2 separate regions of the Sus scrofa genome follow, and region 2 is linked to region 1. The links are chromatin contacts, called in public HiChIP or PLAC-seq maps. All regions are on one chromosome and are shown on one strand. The core of a region is the stretch at or near the end of the contact, and the rest is flanking DNA. Distances in the headings are between cores, read along the strand shown.

What was found. HiChIP or PLAC-seq counts read pairs in DNA pulled down with a chosen protein or histone mark.
Region 2: an H3K27ac HiChIP or PLAC-seq map of skeletal muscle shows a contact between it and region 1. The contact joins the promoter of RPS29 here to the promoter of KLHDC2 in region 1. A contact is called at or near these places in 1 of 5 promoter capture datasets (liver), 2 of 47 Hi-C or Micro-C datasets (fibroblasts and skeletal muscle) and 2 of 2 datasets of contacts at active chromatin or transcription factors (alveolar macrophages and skeletal muscle).

What each region holds. Positions count from the first base shown.
Region 1 is chr1:179,606,195-179,613,499 of Sscrofa11.1, reverse strand. KLHDC2 (kelch domain-containing protein 2) reads right to left here and starts at 4,474. Exons shown (of 13, transcript XM_001925208.7): 1 at 1,890-4,474. The coding sequence starts at 2,042.
Region 2 is chr1:179,452,735-179,460,039 of Sscrofa11.1, reverse strand. RPS29 (40S ribosomal protein S29) reads left to right here and starts at 3,193. Exons shown (of 3, transcript XM_021101317.1): 1 at 3,193-3,353; 2 at 3,584-3,683; 3 at 5,020-5,117. The coding sequence starts at 3,292. The coding sequence ends at 5,028. It also overlaps LOC102723301.

The DNA of each region.
Region 1 (7,305 bases), core at 3,225-5,724:
GGTGGAACGAGGACTCGGCCTCCTTTCACTCTATTTGTGACTTCAACCCCTGCCTGGCCTTTCCAGCCTTTGAACTGCCCTTTCTGAACAATGTTGACATACAGTCAACAATTGCAGTTCACTGAGAATGGGTGCCAGGGTCTTATAAGCTTGAGTATCACACAAAATAGTAGAACAGCTGGGCATGTCAGCACTTCTTTCTCCACTCCACCACTTAGGAAAGGAAAGGCTGGAAGCAAGACAGCAGGCTGACCCTGAGCAGATCAGCCTGGCAGAAAGAAAACTGACTTCTGCCCAGGAAGCTAAGCTTTACTGCCATCAAAATAATCTCCAAGGGCTTCCAGATTGTGCCTGCTCTTAGGGTTCCTGCCAAAATGTGGAGGGCAGCCTGTTTGGAACCACCAACTTCACTGATGATGCTTCTTCACCCTGCCTCAGCCATAGGCATCCAGGCCCTCTGCAGCTTACCTCCAGAAATCTTCCACCCTGACAACCTTCCTTCTCCCCACCTTCCTTCTTTGTGAAAAGTCTCATTCCCTCAATATTGCTGACTTTTACACACAGAATTACAAATACAGTAGTCGAGGCTGAAGACTAACAGGTTTATTTTTCTCCAAGGGAATTATTTACATTTTAACAAAGGTCTACACACCAACCACATTCCTCTTAACACACACCCCATTCTGGACACCTATTCACTGGAGGCTGGGGAAAGCATTCCAGATTAATTGGGACTGGCAAAAAAAACCGCAAATGAAGTAATCAGGATAGTTTTATCGCATCTATTTTCTGAGAATCATCTCAAAAATGGCCAACTATGGTCACATCAACTAAACCAGAAGCTTAAAATCTATTACCAGAATCACCTAGCAAATCATGGAAGGCACAGGTGTAGTGGATTACATTTAATGTGAATGGGGGAGAAATCATTTTTAAAACCTAAAGTTACTAAAAAAATTTTTTTGGTAGGAATGCCTAAGAACTACCCCAGCAAATGAAAGAAGACGATTCTATACAGTGGAGTGTTATTAGGAAGCTCTAAAAGCCAAAGGGCAGGAGAATTAGCAAGTTTAAATAGGAGACACTTGGGTAGGATTTCCAGAGAGGAAAAGGGGAATGCAACCAAATGCTCTTTTTTTTGGCCACTGATCAAATTGCTCATGATTACAGAGCTGCTCTGGTGGTTAAAATTGTTGGGTTTTTTCGGTCAGTGGTGAAGCTTTTCAATTAATTTTCCTAGTAAGGGTTTCTTGTGAAAAACCTTAACCCTTTCTCAGCTGAAACCAAAAAGAAACTGGCCCTGAAACGTTCAACCACCACTAGGCGGGCAGGTGCACAGGTGTAGCTGGGACTCAAAAAGCGGGAAGGTTGCAGAAGGCTGTGCCTGCGGCCTTTAGGAGGTCCCAGCTATTTCCCCACACTTCCATCTCCCCACAAGCCGGCCACAGCATCGGTGGGCCACAGGACGCTGGCTCCAGAGGGCTAAGTGCTCCTAGATGAGCCTGATAAAGGGTTAAGAGTGACATCACACACCGTTACCTCTTACACACCCCGACCCTTTCAAATAAAACCCTAGTCCTGCATCGCCCTTCCCCCCACCCCATCAAGTAACTAACTCTCGGATGTCAGAGCGCGCGGGGCGGCCACGAGCTGTGCGAGGCGGGGGCGCGGGCTTTGTAAGCAGAAGGCTGGCGTGACAACAGTCCAGGAGCCTAGGTACGGATTGGGACATCCGTGGGAAGATTCCCACACTCACAAAAAAAAGGAACCAACGCGCGGAGTCGCAACGTTGGGAGTGCCGGAGGCGCCCGGGGCGGCCGCTCTGGCGCTCCCACCCCCGATCTGGTAACAGCCGGGCAACGCCCGCCGCGGCCGGGCCACCCACTGACCTTGTAGCCTCCCCAGACGAACATGTGACGACCGTCGCCGACGGCTACGTGTCCACTACGCTCCGCGGGGCAGGCGAGCTCCGCGGACTCGTAGCCCTCGTAGGCCGGCCCCGGGAGCTCGTCCTCCCGCAGGTCCTCGTAGCCATCGGCCATCTTGAGGCAGCGCTTCGCTTTTCCAGCAATCCCCGCACCCGCCGAGGGGGAAAAGACAAAGGAAAAGGAAGAAGACGCACGGCGGCGCGAGGAGAGGCGACGGCGGCCAAAGGCACGGTGTGAGGGCCGCTCCGTGGCCGCCTGCGCGCGCGTCCTCCAGACCACTCTCGGCGGAGATGGCCTCTCGCCGCCCGGGCGCGGGTCGCGGGCAGGAGGCGCGGAGGCACCCGGCCCGGAGCAGGGCGTGCAGAGGTCCGGCTGGGGCTGGGGCCGGTGCCAGCTTCCAGCCCGACGGCCCCGCCTCCAGCTCGCTTCTCGCCGCCGCTGGCCCTTGTTTACGCCGCAGCCGGAACCGCCCGTTCCGCTAGCACCGCCCACCGGGCTCCGGAAGCGCGGCCGGCGCTCAGCGCCCCCAGCGCCAGGTCCTCCTGCCACCACCAAACCGACGGCCAGACTTCGTGGCGTCTCGCCCTCAGCCGAAGTCCGGACAAAGAAGCCAGAGGAAGTTGTAAGGACATTCGGAGCCTCCTTTCAGCGCAGGGATATGCTGAATTACCCAGATTCTCCCCCCAGAAAGTTTCTTTCCGAGAAGATCTTGTTTGATTAAGGAATGTTCTCAGGTTCACCGCCTGGACTATAGCAAATTGCTCAAATAGTAAGTTTCAGTGTCTCAGGGTCGGGTCTTCCCGAGGATACAGGGGCGGGTGGTGCCTCTCGCCTCCCAGGCGGTCCCAGCTCCGATTGCTGGGCCGAGGCGCCCGGCCCTGCTCATTGCTGCTGCGCACTGCGTGCCACCCGGACTTGTGTCCACAGAGAGCGGGTCATGGCATCTCCTCTCGACAAGTTCTTCTTGCCCATCAGGAATCTTAAATGTAGTGCTGCATCCTCCACCCAGTTTGGAAAATTGTGCTCAAGAACTGTTTCAGAAACTGTCCCCATCCAGGCCATCTAGGAGGAAAGTGAATCTTACGCAGGACACTTTTCGCTTACATTACCTGAACCTTTTCAGTTAAGTCAAGAATTATTGTAATCTGAATTTGATTCCTCACCTGCAAAATGTAGTTAGGCTAGACTACATCTTAAATCTCTGATCTAATGGTGCATCTGTACGTGGATGTGTTTGGTGAGAGGAGTGTGCTTTATTTTCCTCTCCCTTGCTCATCATAACGCTGGGACTGCTATGTAGAAGGAACACTTGGTACAACAAATGGCCTTCCTCGCTAAAATTTTCTAAGCCTGAAATTTCTTCCTTAGCACTGCCTGTGTCTTTACAACTTATCAAAATTTGTAGGGTGGGTAAAAGCAGTACTTAGAAATTTATAGCATTGCGTGCCTATGTTAGAAAAAAAAGAAAGATCTAAAATCAACCATCTAAGTTTCCATCTTAGGAAATAAGAAAAAGAGGAGCGAATTAAATCCAAAATAAGCGGAAGGAAAAAAATAATGAGATGATGAAAAGAAAGAAACCAATGAAACTGAAAGCAGGAAATCAACAGAGAAAAACTGATAAAACCAAAAGCTGGTTCTTCAAATAGTGAAATCAATAAACCTCTAGCCAGGCTAAGAAGAAAAGACACAAATTACTGATATCAGAAATGAAACAGAACATCACTACATATATCATGGACATTAAAAGTATTATAAATATTATGAAGAACTCTGTGCCTGCATATTTGATAAACTAGATGCAATGGTCTGATTCCCTCAAAGACACAATCTGCCAAAATTCCTAAGAAAAAAATAGATAACCTGAATAAGCCCATATCTATTAAAGAAATTGAATCAATAATAACCTTCTAAAACAAAGCAGGAAGCCCAGATGAGTCCACTGGTAAAATTCTAACAAACATTTAAGGAAGAAACCATACCAGTTTTCTACAATCTCTTTTAGAAGACACAAGCAAAGAGAATACTTCTTACTCATTCTGAGGCCAATATTACTCTAATCCCCAAACCAGACAGATATATCACAAGAAAACAACAGACCAATATTTCTTATGAACATAGATGCAAAATCTTCAAAGTATTATCAAATCAAAAAAATTAAAAAAGAAACACTATAACCAAATGGGACTCATTCCAGGTATGCAAGGCTGATTTAGTGTTCAAAAATCAACCAGTGTAATCCATCATATCAACAAGCTAAAGAAGAAAAATCACATGATCATATTAACAGATGCAGAAAAAGCATCTATTAATGCTTTTAAGAGTTCCTGATGTGGCTCAGCAGTAATGAACCTGACTAGTATCCATGAAGACATGGGTTTCCTCCCTGGCCCTGCTCAGTGAGTTAAGGATCTGGCATTGCCATGAGCTACGGTATAGGTCACAGATGTGGCTCAGATCCTGCACTGCTGTGGTTGTGGCAGTAGACCAGCAGCTGCAGCTTTGATTCAACCCCTGGCCTGGGAACTTCCATATGCCACAGGTGCAGCCCTTAAAAAAAAAGACAAAGAAAGAAAAAGCATTTAATAACATCCAACACCTATTCATGATTAAAAAACAAACCTCTTGGCAAACTAGGAATATAGAGGAACTTCCTTAACTTCGTAAGGAACATCTACAAAAAATGTACAATTACTACTATTCTTAATGATGAGAAACTAGAGGAATAAGGAAAGGACATCCCCTCCCACCACTACCTTTCAACAGCCTACTGGATGTCTTCGCTTATGCAGTAAGACAAAAAGGGGGAAAAGGTTGGGAAGGAAGAAATCAAGTGCCTTTGTTCATAGATGGCATGATTATGTAGAAAATTATAAAAAATTACTGTAGTACATTCAGACAATAGAATATTATTCAGTGTTGAAAAGAAATAAGGCATCTTTTGAAGCCATGAAAAGACATGTAGGGAACTTAAATGCATATTACCAGTGAAATAAGCCAATCTGAAAAGGGCACATATGATATAATTCTAATTATATAACATGGAAAAGGCAAACTATGAAGACAGTAAAATATCCATGGTTGCCAAGGGTGAGGTCAGAGGGAGAAAGGACCAGGCAGAGCAAAGCAGGATTTTGAGGGCAGTGAAAATATTACGTATGATGCTATAAAGGTGGATACATATCACTATACAATTGTCTAAACCCATTAAATGTACACCACCAAGAGTGAGCCTTAATGTAAACTATGGACTTCAGGCGTGTCTAAGCTCAGGAAGCTATAATGAAATACCATGGACCTGGTGGCTTAAACAACAGACATTTCACAGTTCTGGAGGCTGGGAAGTCCGAGATCAAGGTGCTGACAGCTTTGGTTCTTAGTGAGGGCCCTCTTCTGGCTTTGCAGGTGGCTGCCTTCTCACTGCATCTCCATAGGGTGGGAAGAGAGAGCATGTGCAAGCTCTGGTCTCTTCCCTTCCTCGGAGGACACTAATCCCATCATGGGATCTTCACCCTCAAGACCTCATCTAAACCTAATTACCTTTTCAAATATCCCACCTCCAGAAAATTTCACATTGGGGGTCTTTTTGGGTTTCAACATATGAATTTTGTGGGGATACAAATATTCAGTCCATTGCATGGGTAGAAGAAATGTTCTTGCTATACCCACATGGTGGACCATACAGTAACTTCATCAAACAGGAAATTCCAACAGACTCACATTAATACAATGGAAAAAAAGGTGGGAAGGGGTATTATTTGCTTCTAAAACCGATTCTTTTCCTTTGAAATATTCTAAAGTCAAAATTTTAATTTTTTTTTTCTTTTTAGGGCCACACCCGTGGCCTATGGACGTTCCCAAGCTAGGGGTCGAATCAGAACTGAAGCTGCCGGCCACAGCCACAGCCATGGCCACGCCAGATCTGAGTCATGTCTGCGACCTAAACCATAGCTCACCACAACACAGATCCTTAACCCACTGAGCAAGGCCAGGAACGAACCTGCGTCCTCATGGATACTAGTCAGATTTATTTCCACTGAGCCACAACAGGAACTCCAAAATTTTAATTTTTCAGACAGTATGTACTACCTTGAAAATTATTCTAGCCTGCTGAGTTTATTTTATATTATTTCTCTTTCACACATACATACATATAAATAATGTACAAAGTGGTGAAAACATCACTTTGTTCCTAGGCTGACAGCATGAAGTTCTAAAGAACTTAAGCTTCTACCAAAAGGCTAATAATTTTTTAAAAAGTGTTTATGCAAAGATACTATTTGGAAAAAAAGTACATTAACTTTGGTATGCTATTACTTTTTTTTTTTTTTTTTTTTTTTTTTTGTCTTTTTGTCTTTTCTAGGGCTGCACCTGTGGCACATGGAGGTTCCCATGGTAGGGGTCTAATTAAAGCTGTAGTCGCCGGCCCACGCCAGAGTCACAGCAATGCAAGATCCGAGCCATGTCTGCGACCTACACCACAGTTCACGGCAACGCTGGATCCTCAACCCACTGAGCGAGGCCAGGGATGGAACCCGCAACCTCATGGTTCCTAGTCGGATTTGTTAACCACTGAGCCACGATGGGAACTCCAGGTATGCTATTACTGTATCACTCTAAACATGGTAGTAATACCTCAAAAGAATCCTTTCTGACAACTGGAAGAATATCCTGATAGACATTATAAAGATGGCTAGAAATTCTTTTTCCTTGAGAACCAGTCTGGAAACTAATTTTGTAAACCACCTGAAAAATAAAACATCAATCCTCTAGAGTTACATTTCAGAGAACCCATAAAGGAGAGTTCAGAGAGAAAGGAGACTGTGGTTGCATGGACTCCTTCCCACTGCACAGGTCAACACAAAGTAAAGCATCAGTGGTAACACGTGAGGAGTGAACACCCTTGACTAGGGATCTTGAAAACCGGCTGTGCTGGCTCTCAGATTTCTACTGCTCCTAACATCAGGGAAGCCCTGGTTTAAGCCAAGTTTTGGAAACTGAAGATCAGGCCAGAATTCCCTGTCACTCCTACTATGGGGCTACCTCAGAACATAGAAATTTTTGAAGCAGCAACAATATATTAAGTCAAATAAAAACAGCACCAGTTTCATGAGCCACGGATTATACATAGATTTTCATTCTCTTGAAGCCTAAGTGAGTGTGTGTGTTTTGAGGGGGCTAACTTTTAATATTTAGATAAACCATTTAAAAACTGAAGTGCTGGAGTTCCCGTCGTGGCGCAGTGGTTAACGAATCCGACTAGGAACCATGAGGTTGCAGGTTCGGTCCTTGCCCTTGCTCAGTGGGTTAACGATCCGGTGTTGCCATGAGCTGTGGTGTAGGTTGCAGACATGGCTCAGATCCCGCGTTGCTGTGG
Region 2 (7,305 bases), core at 1,944-4,443, 150 kb after region 1:
TATTGCCATATCAGTTCAGAACTGCATTACTTCCCTCCAAAATTTTTTCTGAACTTAGAAAGTCTTCTTATTTCAACACATTTCTTCAATATTTATGGTGTTCCCTATGTATGCCAGCACCATGCTAGATGATTAAAAGGCAAAGATGAGTGAGTTCCCTGTTGGCTCAGCAGGTTAAAGACCCAGCATTGTCACTGAAGTGGCTCTGGCCCAGGAACTTCTGCATGCCGTGGTGTGGCAAAAAAAAAAAAAAAAAAAAAAAAAAAAAGAGTTTACTTTGTTTAGGAGAGGTGAGTAAACAAATAATTATTCAAAATGGAATAAATGTTAAATTCGAACATTAGAAGAGTATAAAGCAGCCAGATGATGAAAGCATTTTTTTTTTCTAAATCAGATCCTTTTAATATTAAAGTTCTGGAATACCATTGAAAATTTTCAAGCAGGAGATAAAATTTAGGTCAGTTTAAGAAAGGCTACTGTGGTCAGTGAAGAGATTAATTTGGAGGCAGAACAAGCCTATAGGTAGCACTATCAGTTATGAGGCTAGTACAACAATCCACTATCCACCCTGCTGCCAAATTAAATTTCCAAAGATGTCTCTTCACCACAGAATCCTAAAATATAAATATGTTGAAATGGATATATATATATATTTATTTATACATATATAAAGGTTCTAACATTGAAGCTAGCTCAAGAGAGATGTAGATCTTTAAATGGAAAAATTCCGGATGTAGAATCACAATGATTTTGAGACTAATTTAAGGAACAAAATAGGTGATATCTTGAATAATGGTGTCTTAACATGCAGATCATTCAGATGTGCTTAAATTTAAAAAATAATGTATATACTCTGTGCTGTTAGACTGTTTCAATCTTGTAAGTATTTTTTTCCAAAAGGAAATATTAATAGGGCTTATGTGGACTAGAATATCATGGTACATTTTTTCTTCTTTGTACTTCATTGTATTAAAGAAAAAGGAAGGAAGGAAAGAAGGAAAGACTCAGTATGTATTATAATTGGGGAAAATGTTCTAAAATAAGTATTTAAAAGCCAAATACAAAAGAGTAATAAGAACCTGTAAGAAGAGTATAGGATTAAGCTGAAAGCTCTTTGTAAACACTGGGTTAAAATGGACTTTTAAAGCTATATTTTCAGCTTTCTTATTGAAAAAGAAATCGATAATTCCATCAGTGGAGAGGGATGGTGCTATGTTATTTTAACTGTGACTGGAATAAAAATTATGAGCAACTTGAATATCAAGATAGTTTAAGAGATTGTTATTATTCAAGTGTAACTAATTGATTTTTGTTTGTGGGTGTTTTTTCCCCCACTTTTGAATGAGTTCACTTCTTTAGGCTCAAAGGATTATATATTAAAGAGTATTGAAAATATTTATGAGATTGATCTCAGAATCATTGTAATATTTTAAAAATTACAGAGACCACCAAGCAGGAAAGATCCGAGAAGGCAAATGTGAGATTAGCTTTTGAAAGACACATGGGTTTTGGAAACTACCCATCAATGAAAGATTCCAGGTAAACTGTAGAAGCTTGACAATTAGACCCTCTACAGCTGGGCTTTAAGTTAAAATCCCCTTTCAATCTTATCACTAAGCCTTTTGGACTCCTCTCTAGTTAACTCAAAGTTGTTCACCCTCCCCAAGCTTTTTCCAACTCCATTCTTGACCTCAAATTCTTCCTCTCACTATTTCTTCCCTCCATCATGTGTAAACCCCACTCTTCACATATAGTGTATTTCAAAGACCCCTCAAGTGAAGCTCGTGCTGGAATTAATCTCTTTCTTTCTCCTCTTGTAGTCTATTAGTACATCTGTCATTTAATATAAAATGTCCTAAGAAACAAAAAAACAAAACGAAAAATCCAGAACGAATTGCTTATTTAGTTGTATACGTGTCACTGAGTGGCAGAAGTTGAATCTGGAAGAAAGGGCTCTTAAAAAAAAAGAGAGAGAGAGAGAGAGACAAAATGAAAGGAAGGGTTCAGGTAATAATACTATTTTCCTCACTACATTTGTTTTGAGAGCAGGATCAAGCCATATCTGGTTTTTCAGTCTCTGACTTGATTCCTTCATTATGTAAAAAAGTTCCCAATTTGGATGGGGAATTTCATAATCCTGAAATAACGTACCTTTAAGAGGTGTAGTGTTTCAGTTCTAATGTAAGAATTCATGCATAAAAGTTTCCTATATTTTGCACCCTGTGGTACATTTTATATTTCTAGTTAAAGCTCTTATTTTAGATTCATACTTAATTTTTCGTTTATTTACAGACATTATAAATGACCACGTGGATTTTAGAGACTTTTTCGGCAGATTATTAGAAGGCGTGTGATTCTTGCTAGTTATTTTGTTACCAGATCATTTGGTCAAAGCAACATACATTGGATATTTACTTGTTTCTTAACTTTAAACTTAACTAACTACACTGAAATATTAAACATCCTAAGTCTCATGTCATTTTTCTGGAATGGTGTGTGTCAATTAAAAATAAGTTTGAAAACGTATTCTGTTTAAAAACAGGAACTCCTACCGTTGACTCCTAGTTATTACAGTTGATTTTAAGTTTTTTTGCTATTTTATCCCAGTAGGGGTCAGTGTAGAGTTGAGGCAAACGTCCTTTTTCCTTTACGAGTTTAAGACTTTAATTTAAAAAAATGTGAAGGATTCTGAAGAGGAAAATAGCAGAATACTGAGATCAATTATTTGAGGGTTCAAAAGAAAAATTTATTCCAAAAGAGACGGGGTCTCGCTATGTTGCCCAGGCTGGAGTACAGTGGCTATTCACAGGCGCGATCCCACTACTGATCAGCACGGGAGTTTTGACCTGCTCCGTTTCCGACCTGGGCCGGTTCACCCCTCCTTAGGCAACCTGGTGGTCCCCCGCTCCCGGAGGGTCACCATATTGATGCCGAACTTAGTGCGGACACCCGATCGGCATAGCGCACTGCAGCCCAGAACTCCTGGGCTCAAGCGATCCTCCAGCCTCAGCCTCCCGAGTAGCTGGGACTACAGGCGCGCGCCACCGCGCCCGGCGGTGGCAGAAGGCGCAAGACAAAACTAGAGGCTGCGGTGTGGTGACGTCATCAGCAGGGCCCGCCCAGACTATTTCCATGCTTCCTCTTCACTCCCACCCCCGAGGAACAGCGTGGCCACACTGCGCACGCGTCACTGGTCCGCACTGCCTTCTGGGTAAACTGTGTCCAAAATTTTGAAGAGCGCATGCGTGCGCTAAGTCTGTCCTTTTGCCTCGTTGCAGCCGAGAGAGCAAGATGGGTCACCAGCAGCTCTACTGGAGCCATCCAAGAAAATTCGGTCAGGGTTCTCGCTCTTGGTGAGAAACAGAATGTCGCTTCAGGGAAGGGTTCCTCTGGGGCGCGACGCTGCTTGAAATAGAATGGCGGAGCCCCGCAGGTTTGCGCGTGGGGGGAGACGGAATCGGAGCTTGATTGCCGCCATTACAGGCCTCTCATGGGTCTTTGGTGACCAGCAGTGTGGGTGGTGGCTCTCTGAGTGCCGAATTGTTTACTTTCTGCGACTTGCGTTAATTTTTTCTATTTGCAGCCGAGTCTGCTCAAACCGGCACGGTCTGATCCGGAAATACGGCCTCAATATGTGCCGCCAGTGCTTCCGCCAGTACGCGAAGGATATTGGCTTCATCAAGGTATGCGTCCGCGGGCCGCATGCTCCTATTTCTGGGAGAGGCCAACAAGGGGTAGTTCCTTGGTGTGGGCTTTCGGCCAATGACGTTTTCTGCGTTTAGTTAGCAGCGCTGTTCTTGGTAGAGGATGACACTGTTCAGGGTTTGTGGCAGCCATGTGAATAGAATGGCGGGGATGCAGTGAAGGCCTTAAAAGAAGTCTTTGTAATCCCATTTTACCATTTTCGCCAGTTCGAGGTGCCGTGTAAAGTGTGTATAAAACTATTTACTTTTATGAAACCATGCTAAAATTCAACATTAGATCTCTAATCCTATCTAGCTATTTTTAAGCAAAGTACATGAGTTGACCACTGTCTTGAAATGTTGAGTTACGAGTTAGCGTCATGTAGGGGAATGAGCTTGAGGTTTGGGGCCATGTATGTTTTTTGAGGATTCAGGCAGGTAGTCATAATGACTTGGGTCACGTGTCTTGAAGCAAAGGTTTTACCTGTGGAAGCTAAATGGCAGTATTGTTGCAAAAATTAATGTATATATGAAGCTCAGAGGTGAAAACATTTCTTATTGGGTCTTTGAGCTGCATCTCTGGCCTTTTGATTCATAGTTAGGCCTCAGTAATTAAGTAGAACCTGCTTCTCTATATGTGCTTGGGAGTTGCCTGGTGGCTCAGTTGCTTAAAGATATCTGGTGGTGTCACTGCTGTGACATAAGTTTGATCCCTGGTTAGAAACTTCACATGCCGAGAGTGCAGCCAAAAAAGTGTTCTTATTTTGGTGAATTACTGTGGGTAATAATTGTTCATGTGACACTTATGTGACAGAGGCAAAATATCTTGAGCTTAAACTTTTGGCTTGGACGAAATGCTTAACAAGTACATGTTTTGTGTTACAGTGTGGAAGTTTAAATAACTTGTCAGTAGCATAACACAGATGAGAGAGTGGCTTCAAGTCCACTAAGTTTGTGACCCATTTCTCAGATGTTAGGATTAAATGAGTTATGAATGGCTCCTAGAATAGTGTCTGGCACACATTGAGTACCAAGATATTACCCATGTGATTAGTTACTTAATGACCATCTTATGTAGCAGTGTTTTTCTAGTGGGTAATTTCTTTGAGCATAGAAGGGGGAATATCAATAATGAAATTCACTGACTAAAATATAACAGATGTGTGGAGCAACTTGAAGTAGGTGTTTAGTAAATCTTTAGATGTTGATATTTTGGGTGGGTCAGATTTTCAGGTTAAACTCATTCTATAGTGAGCCATTTTTCTGAGAATAAAACGTTTAAAAGCATTTTGAATTAATTCATTTTTCTGTCTGCCTTTTTTTTTTTTTTTTCCAGTTGGACTAAGCTTCCTTGAATGGGTCATCCAGGACATCCACCTTATGCAGAAACAATGTTAGTGCTTTGTATATAAAATAAACATTTAAAAATACTAATTATGAGTGTTTTAGTGTGAATGGAATATCAGTATCAAGATCGATTGCTACAGTGTCATCCAACAGGAGGGAAAGTGCCAATGGAAGCTGAAGTGGAAAAAAGCGTCTTAACTGATGGTGGTTAAATTAGCTGTGAAATTTTAAACAGTTAAACACATTGCTAGTGTACCTCTTAAAGCCTTAAAAGGAGCTCATGGAGGTTAGGGACACTGAAGTTTAGGTTTTTAAGAACATCATGGTAAATCCACCTCTACTAACTCTGAGTCTCAGTAGTATGACCATGAAATTTTTTTTAATAAAATAATAGTGTTGCTGGGGAAGTGTATTTAGGGTGAACAGAATGAGGTGGATAGAATATTGGGAAAAAAGGTTGAGGTAGGAAAAAATTTCTGTGATGTTGCAGATTGAGTGGGTGAGAAACTGCCAGCTGAGCAGAGGTAAGTTTCTTAGGTGAAGATGGGGGAGGCATATACATAATTGATTTACACAGGTGTCTTTGTGCCGTGTGTTTAATTTGGTTATGAGAATTTGGGGGAAGAGATGGACATTGCTCTATTGGGATAGTCCTAGGTGATTGCTCCTTTAAAACCTGTATTCTTTGTTGAGGGGATGTCTGAAGGGGAACATTGCCTATCCAATCCTGACCCTGTGGTGGGGAGGAAGGTTGGTATGGTCAAGTGGTTTTCTGTATCTTTTATATTAGGGATTGGATAATTATATTTTAAAATGTATGTGCCAGACATGCTAAATGCCTTTTTTTTTTTCAAGTCTTAGAATTTTGAGGAAATTGAAATTTAGAGATTAAGCAGTTTCTGCAAAGTCTTCCCAAGTAAGAAAGGGATTAAAACTGGACTGAAACTCAAATCTGACTTCAATGTTAATATTCTTAATAAAACACTTAGGGTTAGAGGCTGTACGTCTTGTTCTCAAAGATAATCATATGATTGCAAGCACTACTATTTTTATTTTTGATTTAATATTTTTACTTTAAAAAATTCTGCATGTTTGAGGAGTGGGAAGGGAGTGCAGAGGCAAGGGATGGATGGGTGGGGTGGGATAGGAACATTTACCACAGCAAGTAGCATGATACCTTACATAATAATAGTAGGTCCTCTATTTATTTATTTTGGAGGTTCCCCGCCTCTACAGCCACAGCAATGCCAGGTCTGAGCCCTGTCTGTAACCGACATCACAGCTCACAGCAATGCCTGATCTTTAACCCCTGAGCAAAGTTAGGAGTCCTGTGTCCTCGTGGATACTAGTCAGATTCTTTCCCCTGAGCCATGACAGAAACTCTGGTCCTCAACTGTCGAGTAAAATTAAATTCCCAGTGAAATCTCAGTAATGGCTGATAGCAAAATAGGATAGATCATGTAGAACATTTAAAACAACCTTGGAGCACGGAGATTATAATACTAGGTTTGGGTCACCTGAGTTAGGGCTAAATGGGGTTTGTTAAGGGTTTTTTGTTTTTGATTTTTTTGGGGGGCTTTTATTATTAAGGACTTTATTTAACTCATTGGTAAAGCCAGTAAGATTTGTCTACCAGTTTAAAGGAGAATTCAAAGCATCATGCTTAATAGGTGAATCAATGATTTTGAGATTAATTTATAAATAAGTGTAAAACTGGCCTTTTCAGTGAGGGGAGGGAGATGAGTTATCCAAACAATTTGCATGTCTGTGGACAAGTATCACGTACGCACAATATGCAGAGTTATAAAATAGTTCAAACACAAAGGTTTAGGGTTCTTCACCCCAAGATTGTGCTAGACAAAGCTCTTAAGTTCTGTGAAAAACACCCAGTAATTTTTGTGGTCCATTTTGAAGTGTTTCACAGTTTTTTTCCATAGACTTCTTTTAAAAAAAGGCACAGCACTTTCTGCTTTCTTTAATCAGAAAAATAAGAAAGAACCATGAGAGCAATGGTTTCTGGGAGGGAGACCAGGTATCTGGAGACTCAACTCTGGGTATCAGGCTATAGAGCAGACCCCATCCCTGGCCAGTCAGGACCCCTGGAGGGCCAGGGTCCTTGTGAACAAGCACAGAGGAAGACTTGGGCCTGGATATGGGTGTGTGTGGGGTTGGGAGGGGAGGATACGGGGTGTGGGCCAGGCACCTCTGTGGCCTCCATGAACCAGGGTGGTACCAGGGTGGCACACAGCCAAGTGAGATGGCGCACAGAGCACTG